Regions from separate parts of the Mus musculus genome. Here region 2 is linked to region 1. A link is a contact called in public HiChIP or PLAC-seq data. All regions are on one chromosome and are shown on one strand. Each heading gives the region's core, a stretch centred on a gene start, on an enhancer-like site or on the middle of the called end of the contact. The rest is flanking DNA. Distances are from core to core; before and after follow the strand shown. Region 1 overlaps Gm41302 (a long non-coding RNA gene). Region 2 overlaps Grhl2 (grainyhead like transcription factor 2).

What was found. HiChIP or PLAC-seq counts read pairs in DNA pulled down with a chosen protein or histone mark.
Region 2: a contact with region 1 is called in an H3K27ac HiChIP or PLAC-seq map of embryonic stem cells, with 8 read pairs. The contact joins two enhancer-like sites. A contact is called at or near these places in 3 of 115 datasets of contacts at active chromatin or transcription factors (all in embryonic stem cells) and 4 of 9 other capture datasets (adipose tissue, embryonic stem cells, liver and 1 more).

Annotation. Positions count from the first base shown.
Region 1 is chr15:37,162,005-37,168,251 of GRCm38.p6, reverse strand. Gm41302 (a long non-coding RNA gene) reads left to right here. Exons shown (of 3, transcript XR_875170.3): 1 at 1-110. It overlaps Gm34820 (a long non-coding RNA gene), which reads right to left. Exons shown (of 3, transcript XR_383949.3): 3 at 1-2,048. Among named protein-coding and RNA genes, the nearest start is that of Gm41302, 3.2 kb to the left of the region's middle. Within about 2 kb of position 3,876, at least 11 of the 459 cell types and tissues checked have an H3K27ac peak or open chromatin away from gene starts, as enhancers often do. A contact at or near this core is called in embryonic stem cells, where this site is marked.
Region 2 is chr15:37,286,811-37,293,057 of GRCm38.p6, reverse strand. Grhl2 (grainyhead like transcription factor 2) reads right to left here. Exons shown (of 16, transcript NM_026496.4): 5 at 5,761-5,816; 6 at 4,714-4,870; 7 at 1,386-1,497. Among named protein-coding and RNA genes, the nearest start is that of Gm16136, 57 kb to the right of the region's middle. Within about 2 kb of position 3,192, at least 4 of the 459 cell types and tissues checked have an H3K27ac peak or open chromatin away from gene starts, as enhancers often do. A contact at or near this core is called in embryonic stem cells, where this site is marked.

The DNA.
Region 1 (6,247 bases), core at 2,627-5,126:
GAGGAGCTCCTTTGGAGGGAGTTAAATGAGGCGATGTGTCAGGCAGGCCGCCACAGCCACAAGAGACTGGAGCTTGGGGAGGCAGAGATTTGAGAGGCATCAGTACAAAGGTGAGTTTTTGAGTTCTCATATCAGTTGAGATGACCTGGAGCTGAATAAAGGCATGGATGAAACGGAGGGTATCCAAAACCCTGAGGCTGAAAGCAGCCATGCATGAGACTGTGTGGTCTTCATGATGCTGGCAAGATTGAGGGAGAGAAATGTGAGTTAGAAGACAGCGCTTCAGCGGCTGATGGGAGTGATCAGTGGTGAGTCCTAGCGGGGAGCATTCTCACCAGAGGGTCTGAATCTATATCAGCTGTGTGATGAGCAGGAGCTGAGGGAAGACAGAAGCTACAATTATTCATTTATTTATTTATATTTTATGTGCACTGGTGTTTTGCCTGCTTGTATGTCCATGTGAGGGTGTTGGATCCCATGGAATTGGAATTGCAGTGATTCATAAGCGCCATGTGACTGCTGAGAATTGAACCCTGAGCATCTGAAAAGCAAACAGTGCTCTGAACCGCTGAACCATCTCTACAGACCCGGTTTAATTTTTTTCCCCCTTAATAGGACTTCATGCAAGTTGGTCTGTGGGCACAGCCAGGTTTTATAGAGAGAAGTTTTCCACAAAGTGAGAATATGAGAGACTTTGTGTTGTGCTCATGAGAACATCGAGAGCACAGGAAAATGAACTTACTTAAAAGGAAGATGGAAGAGACAGGCGGAGTCAGGAAGAAAGCACGGAGCACCCTCTGGAGCTACAGAATCCTGCACTCTGAGCAAAGAGTGAGGTTGAGAGGAAACAGGGCACAATAGGGTTACCCGGCTTCTAAATTTCAGGCATCATAGACCAAGCAGTTGCTTAATACTGACAGCCTGACTGTGTGAGAAGGCTACAGTGCAAAGGAGACTTTGTATACAACATTCTTGGGGTGGAGGCGCTGCAACCTCCTTCCAGGAGAAAGTCAGTTAGCCTTCAGCAGAGTCTCAGCTAAGTCTTAGGGTCCAGGAGATCTAAAGAGTCATTTAGGGGAAGGGAGGTGGCTCGTGGGAATGAAGGGTGACTGTTCTGAACCCTGGGGAGATAGGGTGCAAGAGGCTCAGGTTGGCTTGGAGAAAAGGCTTGAATGGACTGTCATTCTCCCTGCTGCTACAGTTGTTCTGTATTGAGCCAGCCCTTCTTGCTGCATATGGAATGCTGCTGTGTCTGCAACTTCCTAGCTACTAGCTCCTTAAGGGCAAAGGGAAATCTTGGCTGGGATTTTTATCTCCAGCATAGGGAACCTTGCCTTGCTCCAGACATCCAAAGAGCCAATGATTGGGAAACGAAGCAGAACATAGGTGAGCTTGAGAAACCTGATAGCCCAATTAGTGCCCTTCCACTGGGTCAGCTTGACACATAGAAGATGACGGAATCTGCAACCAAGTCTGGGGCAGCCTGGGCACCAGCTCCCCGCTCCATATTTAATTCAAGAACAATAAACACGTGGGTCCTTTCCAGTCCCCATAGTCATTTATCTCTCCGTCTCAAGCACTTCCAAGTGTTACGGGTTCCCTGTCCCCATAGTGAGAATGATCTTGCTGGGCTAGCATGGAGCGAAGGAAGAGCTCCAGACTTGCCACACGAGGGATGAGGGGAAGAGGAACGTGAAGACAAGAGCCATCTCTTTGCCCTCTTTAGATAACATCTGAGCTCACCGTTGCCCCTGCAGTTTCATTCCCACTCCCAGAGCGTGAGGCTTAACAGCCTTCCCGGGCCCAGTCTTTTCCTGGTCTTGGCTCTTCCCTGCAGGCACCTTCTCCCTGGACTCAGACCTCCTGCTCCCGGAGTTCCCGCCCTTCCCACCTCTATCTGCCACTCAGAACTGAGCTCAGCTCCTCCCCTATGCGTCAGCTGCCAGAGGTCCCCTTCTTTCCTCCTTCTCTTCCTGTTTTCACTGTATGCGCTGACAATCCTGTAGATGAAGTGTGAGTCTCATCCCCGTCCATCGTTCTTCAGCTTCCTAGAAAACAGAAGGCTTTATGAAGCGTTCACTTTCTCCCTCCAGACTGGATACTATGCCTCCCTCCAATTACGGGAGGGTGGGTACTGCCAGAGGATCCTTGTGGGAAACCAAATGACTCAGCAACTCTCCTTGGAGAGCGATAGAGGGTCACATCCTAAAGGGTTAGCCTGATGGGAAAAGGCAAAGGAAAGGGGCTCATAGGACTGAAGAAACCGCCACCTGCCCAGAGGTGTGGGTCTAATTTGGGCAGGGATAAGGTAAAAAGAATAGGGAATCTATCCCTCTTCCTAAAACAGGAGATGGCCAGATGATGGCCGATCCAAAGAAGAGGACAGTTGCAGCTTCCTGGTGCTGCTTGGATATTGTCTTCTTACAAAATGGTTCAAGCTGTCAAAACAATCACATCAATGTATTTCTCTCTCTCTTTTAGATTTGTTTTGTTTGTTTGTTTGCTTGTTTTTGAGACAGGGTTACAGGTTTGAGACAGGTTGTTTTGAGACAAGGTCTGGCATTAAAAGCATCTGCCACCATGCCTAGTATAGCCATATATTTAGACTTGAAAAAGATGTAGTAGCTATATGATTTAAAAAGGGAGCCTGAAGTTGAGTGGTCTTTAATCCCAGTACTTGGGAGGCAGAGGCAGGCAGCCTGTGCACATAGTGAATTCCAAGCAAAGCTACACAGAAAAACCCTGTTTTGAAAATAACCAGGAAGAGGAGGAGGAAGAGGAGGAGGAAAGAAGGGGACCGCTGGCAGCTGATGCGTAGGGGAGGAGCTGAGCTCAGTTCTGAGTGGCAGATAGAGGTAGGAAGGGCAGGAACTCCCCAGGAGCAGGTCTGAGCTGAGGGAGAAGGTGCCTGCAGGGAAGACCAAGCCCAGGGCCTGTGCTTGCCTATGTCTCTAAAGCTTCAAGGGCATTCCACTACTGTGCCCTCTTTTTGTCTAGATTCCTGTGACATCTCACATCTTTGTTTCAAGAGATCCAATACTTCCTTCTTTGACCATAAATGACTTCTTTAATCACCATGCAGCCTATACTATGGAGTGAGACCTGTCAGAAAGATAGTGAGACAGAGAGACACAGACAGAGAGTGATCACCTAGCTGAGAAAATGAATTAGGCTTCCCATAAAGCCCAAGTCAAGAACTGCTGCACGCTTGGGCACAGCCAGGTTGGCAGTCTGTCCCCACTGGAGGTGTACTGGCCAGGAACAGTAGTCAAGTGTAACGCAGCTGCCCGGGTTCTCCAAGGAGCCCGTGGGACTAGCCCTTGGCCCAGGCCTGCTATTCTTGGCCTCTCCAGTGCATGTCCTCTGCGTCCCTGGCTTCCCTCCTGCAAGTACCAAAGGTTTTACTAGGAACTACAGGGAGCAATGACCCTGAACTTCATCTTTGTAAACGTTCCCAAAATTATCTTAATGAGGATTCCCTTCCAGGTGCCAGGGAGTTCTGGCAGGGGAGCTGTCTTGTGGCTCTTCATCCCCCCCCCAACCCCCACCCCTGCCCCCTCGCAGAGGCCCAGCAGGGAAGTGGCTTTGCTCAGAGACCTCCTGGGAGGACGTCAACAAGAACTTTGTGTTCTTGTGGTGCTGACCTGTCTGGCAAGTGGAGGGTTGAAAAGAATACAGGTGACAGAGGTGGAGGATTTGTCACCAGGTCGTGCTGTCCGGTCGTGCCCCTGCTCCAGCCTCACCCACCCCACCCCAGGCGCAAGTGTGCCCCCCCCAACTGTAAGTGTGACACCCCTCCCCACAGTGGCGAGCCGTCACACTCCCCTGCACCTGCTGGCTGCCTGAGTGTTCTATTGTTATAAACATTCCTCCAGGTCAGTCTTCCAATCTGGCTAGAGAGACCATGGAAGGACTTGTGGCTGTGAAGGCTGCATTCTAGTTAAGTTAAACATTGGCCTTTTGTTGGTGGGTAATTAGCTTGATAGCAGTAAGTAGCCCCTTTAGGAATTGGAGAGGGGGGACGATGGGAGGGATTCCCCACCCACAGAGGAACAAAGTTAATTATCAAAATCTTGAGGGCTGAAAAGAAAGTTTCTGCACTGGGCAAGCACAAGGACTCTGGTTTGATTCCCCAGTTCCCTGTAAACATCTAGGCATGGAGCTGAGATGTGGGCTGGAGCAGGGACAAAAGGATCCCTGGAGCTCACTAGCCAGCCAGGCTACCAAATCAGCAGATAGACCTGTCTCAAAAGCTAAGGTGGAAAGGAGCTGTTGCGTTGTTAGGTGATTAGTGCTGTCTGGCCTGGCAACCTGAGTTGGATCTCTGGGACCTGTGTGGTGGAAGGAGAGACCAGCCACTGAACATTTTCTCTGACTTCCATGCATGCTATGACATGCACACACATATGTAACAATTGAGTTAAAGAAAATTAAACTAAATAAAGTGGAGAAAAATTGAGGAAGATAACCACTGTTAACCTTTCCTGTGTGAAAACACACTCACAAACAGATTTAAAGAAAACACATAATGAGCTCCTTGTACTAAACCTCTTGCTATACTCTTTCTCTCCCTCTCATGGTCCCTGTTCTGGCTGGCTTTGTGTGTCAACTTCCTTGATGATGAACAGCACTATGGAAGTGTAAGCTGAATAAACCCTTTCCTCCCCAACTTGCTTCTTGGTCATGATGTTTGTGCAGGAATAGAAACCCTGACTAAGACAAATTGGTACCAGGAGTGGGGTATTCCTGTAACAACCTGACCATGTTTTGGGGAGGACTGTGGAAGGACTTTAGAACTTTGAGCTAGACGATCCATTCAGTATTAAGAGTTCTGTGGGATGTTGTGTAGGAGCTTGGAAGATAATGTTGAGAACAGTGCAGAAGATGGAGGCCTGGCTTGTGAATTTTCAGAGGGAAGATTAAAGACTCTTTTCAGGGCCATTGCTATTTTGTGAAGATTCTGTGGTTCTGGTTAGCTGGGGCTGAAGAATCAGCTGTGATTAAAAAGATACCAGAACTACTAAAGCAAAAACTTTACATTACTGGGACTATTGATGCTGGTTAGCTGGAGCTAAGAAATTAGCGGTGATTAAGAAGCGACCAGCATCATTGAGGTGACATCTTCTAGGAAGTGTTTTCTGAGAGCATAGAGGCGTTCCAGAGATAGCCAAGGTTGTACCTTGGTAATGTGTAAGAGTTATCACCCAGGTGGTACTGGTTTTGAAGGCATGAAGGGGTCATGCAGAGCAGCTGAGGCTCGGCACTCTGAGAGGCCATGGAAGGCCATTGGTGAAGGTGCAACCTCAGTTGCAATTGATGGCCCAGGACAGAAGGGATCATGCAAAGGAGTTGAGGTTTGGCACCATGAAGAGAGCCTATGAGAGGCTGTTGGTGAAGCCTAGTTACAGCGGAAGATAGCAGTGTTTGGAGATGCCAGTGCCATGAGAGGACCACCAAGAACAGCAGCAGCAGTGGAGTATAGGCAGCTGGAGCATAGAAGACAAGATGTGTGCTACAAAGGGCATGGCTGGAGAAGTGACCCAAGCCCTTGGAGGAGCCCAGAAGATCATGAGTGGATCCCAGACACTGGACAATTGGAGTTTGATTTTTGCTTTTGATTGTGACTGTGCCCTGATATTTTTCCCTCTTGAAGGAAGAAAGTATTTTAGTGGAGCCCACAGTTAAGAGACTTTGAATTTTAAAAGATATTGGACATTTTAAAGGGATTGAACTTTAATATACAAGACTGTGGTACTTTTAAAATTATTTAGATCTTGGGGAGGAATAAGAATGTAAGGGTTGAGGCTTAATAGTGATGTGTTTGTGTGTCAAGTTGACAAGGGGTCAATTGTACTGGCTGGTTTTGTGTGTCAACTTGACACAGGCTGGAGTTATCACAGAGAAAGGAACTTCAGTTGGGGAAATGCCTCCATGATATCCAGCTGTAAGGCATTTTCTCAATTAGTGATCAAGGTGGGGAGGTCCCCTTGTGGGTGGGACCATCCCTGGGCAGGTAGTCTTGGGTTTAATAAGAGAGCAAGCTGAGCAAGCCAGAAGAAGCAAGCCAGTAAGTAACATCCCTCCATGGCCTCTGCATCAGCTCCTTGCTTTCTGACCTGCTCGAGTTCCAGTCTTGACTTCCTTGATGATGAACAGCAGTATGGATGTGTAAGCCAAATAAACCCTTTCCTCCCCAACTTGCTTCTTAGTCATAATGTTTGTGCAGGAATAGAAACCCTGACTAAGA
Region 2 (6,247 bases), core at 1,943-4,442, 130 kb before region 1:
TGCTAGTGCTCTCTGTGTAGCCACCCCTCTGTGTGTGAGGGTAAGAGAAATGCGGAATGGGCGTATTCTCATCCAACATGCCGTACCAACACACTGTTTCTAAATGGTCCCTGGTGACTCTCAATATTAACCTAGTTACTAGCTAATAATCTCTGCCATCGGTCCAGGGAGCTGTCAAGGGTGTCATGAGGGAAAGAGCCTCTGTTCCACTGCATGAGACATGAAAGCAAGTATCCTTTTATTCTTTTACTGACTTGGTATTTTGTGGTGACCAATGATAATTGGCCTTCTGCCTACATCCATGAGGACCACAGCCATAGTCTAAGGGGTTATGACTTTGTTGTGACTTTAATTATGAGAAAAGAATTTCTTTACGAGAATAAATTTGCTAGATACTGCCGATTCCTTTCAAGAAATTTCTAAACATTTTAAGATCTACTCTCCAGTTTCTCCTATTCTTCTCTGTGTCTAGGAAGCTGATCCTGCAAATTCTATTGGGGTCCTGTACTCCCCAGCCTTGAGTCCGATCAAGAAGCCCAGGCAGGGAGCTTGGGAGCAAGAAAGCCTGGGCACTTCTCTGCCCCATGGGCACTAAGCTTGTGGCTGGCAGCAGTTCCACCTCCCAGTGGAAAACTGCTTCTTCTGTGGTCCCAGTTCCTGCTGGGTGGTTCCCCTTTGATTCCCCAGCCCCACAGGTGCTACTTGGATGGTCTCCCAGTACTCCATCCTTCCTAACAATGGCAAGGAGCTAGCTAACTAGGTAGGTAGCATAGCATCTGCCTTTCTGTCTGGACCCTTGGGTTGTCCAGGGCTCCTTGATCTCTAAAGAGCAGATACTGCATTTAGAAATATATACAAAATGAATTCCGCAGGCTCATTTCTTCTTGACTGGTAGGTAAGTTCCTCAGAAAGATTATTTTCTTGATCACTGACTTCTGCTTGCATTAAGTTTATGTGGGAATGAAAGGATTTAAGGCGGAACCACAGACGAGGGGTCACTAGACCTTTGTGAGGGGCCTTGAGCCTCATGGGCCTGAGTTTTATCACGCAGAAGGGGGCAAGAGTTTACCTGACCTGCCCACTGCCTGTATGGCTCAAGCATAGGGCACGCAAATATTTTAGAAATAATATATTTATTACTATAAATATATTATTTATATCTGCCACAGTGCTACGAAGGCATTAAAGTTATTATTATAGAAGTTGATTCTGGGGGAAAGGAAAATGCTTTCGTCTCTCCTCAGTCTGACTGATCTTCAGCTTCACCTGTGCTGAACGTCACAGGTCACATGTACAATTCAGTGCCTGGCATAGCACAGTGCGACCCAGCCCCTGTAGTGGTCAACCCAGCCAGTTGCCAACGCCTAGAGGGAGAGGCAACTCACCAATGTCAAGGACCCTCTGCTTGGCAGTGTGCTGCCGGGAGTGCCAGTACTTCCAGTATTTCAGCTGCTCATCTCGGTTTTTGTCTTCACTAAAGACCACCATCACCACACTCTGCAGGAGAGAAAAGCTGCCGTTATCCTCGGCCAACTGACAAGGTTCCCACTTCCGGCAACTCTAACACAACGTGTAGCTTTTATTGTTGAAGAGCCAGGCATGGTGGCTCCTGCCTTTAATCCCAGCACTCTGTAGCCAGAGACAGAAGGATCTGAGTTTGAGGCCAGCTGAGTCTTCAGGGCAGCCAGGGCTTCACAGGGAAACCATAACCTCCTACCCCTAAATCCAGAGACTGCAGCAAGGAAAGGCCTCAGTGGGTTAAGTTGTTTGACACAATCCTGGAGACCTGAGTTAGCTTTTTGTGAGGCATAGGGTGGATGGAAGAGAAGCAACTTCTGAAGTTATCTTCCTTGTAGGTATTTGTGCATGTGTGCAGACACCCACACATACACACACACTGGGAACAGCCTGGATAAAAACGAAACCCTTCGTCATTCCTACCACAGCATCCTGACAACCAGATGAAGCAGCCTTTGGCACAGTTGGTATACTTTGCAGAGTTAGCTCGAAACTGAAAAGCATTTGGCTTACATTGGCAAAAACACATCTGAAACCTGTCTTAAGTCGAATTGGTGCCATTTGTAAAGAAGCAGACATTCATCTCTCGCCTAGGGAAGTGCCTCAGGCTGGAGTGGAACAGGCAATAAGAGAATTGCACAGGAAACACAGACATGGTAGGAGACAAAACTCATATTGATAAACATATTTCAAACGTCAGAGAACTCATAACCCAAAAGTACAAGGGCAGCGCTGCACTCCAGCAAAACATGGCTGTCCTTTACATGAGCTAGAGCAACCAATTCTGTTTCACAGAAATAAGAATCTAAATGTTGGGCTGGAGAGGTGGCTCAGGGGTTAAGAGCACTGATTGCTCTTCCAGAGGTCCTGAGTTCAAGTCCCAGCAACCACATGGTGGCTCACACCCATCTGTAATGAGATCTGATGCCCTCTTCTGGTGTGTCTGAAGACAGCTACAGAAGACAGCTACAGTGTACTTACATATGATAAATAAATCAAAAAAAAAAAGTACTTTTATAAAATAAATAAATCTTTAAAAAAAATAGAATCTAAACCTCACTGCAGTTCTAAATTTCAAACAGACATCATTTGCATAAATTTACATATGTTGGCTGTCCTTCTGGAAGGCAGGCTGCCACGACCCTGCCGCAGACTCCAGAATTACTCCAGGATTTCAGATATGAGGTGCCTTACCTGGTTCAGATCACATTTCCAGAAAAACGGAACAAAAGAAGATAAAACTTCCATACTGACCAGTTATTTCATGGTTTTGGTTTGTTTTTGGGTTTGTTGTTGTTGTTGTTGTTTTTGCTCTCTGTGTGTGTGTGTGTGTGTGTGTGTGTGTGTGTGTGTGTGTGTGTGTGTGTGTGAGAGAGAGAGAGAGAGAGAGAGAGAGAGAGAGAGAGAGAGAGAGAGAGTTTTCCAGAAAATTGTTTAACAACCCTGGCTGTACTGGAATTCATCTTATTCACAAGGCTAGTCAGTCTCAAGCTTTCAGATACCTGCTGACCTCTGCCTCCCCACTGCTGGGATTAAAGACATGCATCACCACACCCAGTCACCACACCCAGTTTTACATTTCCATATTAAAAGACTTTCATGATCCCACCAAAGTGGAATCATTGGGAAAGTCCCAACAGATGTCACTTACATGGCTGCCACCTTTTCAGAGCAATGGCTGCATGGAGCTCGTATACATATGATTAAACTGTATCCCACCTGTTCCCCCCAGATAACCATGTCTGGATTAAGACCCAAGGAGAAAGCCCTCTGCTTTTCATCCCTCCAGGAGGCTCCACAGAGCACTGTTCCTAGTTGTGCTTGGTTTTCTTGGTGGTGCTGGGGGTAGAACCCAAAGTCTCACATGGATTAGGACTAGAGACCCCCTAGGCAAACACCATGCACCATGCAGCCCATCCTCATGCTAAAAGAGTTAGTCAGGAAGCTGGCAGCCTGGGACCTACCCCAGCAATCCCGCCCATCTTAGTTACCCCACTTATTAGCTTCTGAAAGCCAAGTTTTCTTATGTATAGTACTGTAATAGAACAATGTGCTTCATCATCATCATCAATTATTATTATTATTATTATTATTATTATTATTATTATTATTATTAAAATGGGTTGTGGTTTAGTTTCAGTAAGTTATTAGGCATCCAGTGCCTAGTGCAATCCCTGATACAAAGAAGACATCATTGCTGTGTGACTTGATGCAATGCATTCTTGTTGATACAGTAGGCCCTCCACCATAGTTCTGGCCACAGGGTTGGAACAGGTTGCTGTCCCTCATGGTGAACAGTACCCTGGGTACCTTTTGATCGCCAATGGGCTCACCTTGCTTGGGAACTTACTTGGCCCATATGTGGTAGGGGCACTGTGCTCTGGACATATATGGTTGGGGCACTGGGCTCTGGACATGCCACGGTTCCCTACTTCTCAAGCTGAAACGCTTAGTAGGACACATCTACAGACAGAATCTGACGGGCTGGGGACCACAGGTACAGTGGCAGGGAGCAGTTTATAAGAGAGCAGGAAAATCTATATTGCAACGAAGCAGGAAAGTCTTCCAAGCCTTTTCTAACCCCTGCTGTAAGGTTTGGTTTTTTTTTGTTTTTTGGTTTTTTTTTTAAGTGGAGATGGACTACCTATCAGCTCCCTGTTGGCAGTAGCGAGCATGCCAGTCTGGCATGCATCCAAAGCAGACAGACAGTGACAACTCATGTCATTTCCCACACAAGAGATTAATACTCGTGAATCTGAAATCCCTCCAAGCTGCCGCTGTGGGAATCGTACCTCCTCGCCTTTTGAATCCTGAATAAGCCAGGGGCTGCAGAAGGCTTTGTAAGGGTTATAAATGGTCCAAGACTCGGCAGAAAGTACTCTCTGCTACTCGTTACTCACAAACATACCCTGATCTACTACAGATCAGCTGAAAACCGCACAGCCTACAAGCCATGAAAGAGGTGAGGGGGGATTCCTTGGTGCAGGGAACGCAAGTTCAGACAAGTCGCTCCCCCGAGCTTTATTGGTTACTGATTAAAATGATAAACTACGAGCAATAAATAGGCTCTCTTGAACGAGACTTTCTGAGTTATTTATTTTGGACTTTTTCTCCATGCCATTCCACGGGTATGTTGGGGAGCAACCCCACCCCCTGACCACCCTGGAGTTCTATTTTGAGAAATGTGGCGCATACCCTGACTTTGCTGATGGGGTGTCGGAAGCATTTGTTGTCTCCAGTCTCACTGAGTGTTATGGCATAGAATTGTCCTTTGTTGAGGTAGGTCATGGGGCCCTCCCCCTGCTTCTGACGGAGAGATTTGGTGGCTTCCAGGGTGTACTGAAATGTACCACTGTGAAGAGGAAACACAAAGCGGTCAGTTCACTAACTGGACATTTTTCCCTTCCTGGGCAGCTTCACATCAACAGGGTTTGATGTGACTATTAAGAAATAATGACTATTTAACAGACAAAATATGGAATACAGCAAGACGAATAAGTCCAAACCCAAGGTGTTACAATATACATTTTTAACCATGGCCTGTAAACCAGGTGGTTTTAAGTGGGGAGAAAGTCCAGGATGTGCTGGGCAAACTCACACCAGAGATCGTGGGAATTCAGCCTTAGACAGAAGTTCCCACTTTTGTCCTAAGAAGCAGAGCTTCCCTTCGGCCTCCGCATTCGCCCATTTTCTCTGTAGCCACAATTGCCTGAGAGCTTGATTTGATCATCCACCTCCAACTCCTAACAGCTGACATCATAGCACCAGCCCATTTCCTGTTTGGAAGCCTGCAGGATTCAAGTGAGGCTACTCCAAGTCAGGGGCTTGTGGGTAATGGCTCATAACAAACGGCTCACGGCCTGATTTTACAAATAAAGTTTTATTGAGAAGATCTTTGCTCAAATAGTTCCGCTCATATTTTTAAGATGTAACTTAGAAGTCATTAAAGGTTTAAAAAAAACTCCTCTTATTTGATAAAAATCTGAGGTTTGGAGCTGTAGAGATGGCTCAGTGGCTAGAGCACTGGCTACTCCTGTAGAGGACCCAGGTTTGATTCCCAGAACCAACATGGCAGCTCACAAATCATCTCTAACTTCAGTTCCAGAGGATCTGACACCCTCTTCTGGCCTCCATGGGCACCATGGTACACAGACATACATACAGGCAAAACACCTTAGGCACAGAACAATGAAATAAAAATGTTTAAAGTCTGTCAGTTAAATGCATCTCCTGGTGACCTACCTTCCCGTCTGGTCATATGTATACTCGTCAGCACCAACAGAAGTACTCCGAAATTTCTGAAAATTTTAAATGGTAGAATTAATACAAATAGGCTGGGAATATATGTAAATATTACAAATATAAAAAACAAATGTAAAATAATAACAATAGTAGTAACCATATTGTATTCTAGTTTCATTTTATCATCCCCAGGAAAAGGAAAATGGGTGTTTCCGAGATATGTGCAGGTACCACGCGCTCGCTGTGCCTTCCAACATATAGACCACTCTTTTCAATTCGTGGTTGTCTCTAACACTTTATGTCAAATGGTACAAAATCAAAATTAATGGAAGGCCAATTACAGAGACAAGATGACACAGCAAGAAGTCTAAGGGAGTGGTTGGAAGCATCCTTTCTAGAGTCAGACCATCAAGGCTCACGTGATAGCTAACTTATCTGACACTTATATAAAACTGTGAGGTGTTTTCTCTGTCAAATGTCTACTCAC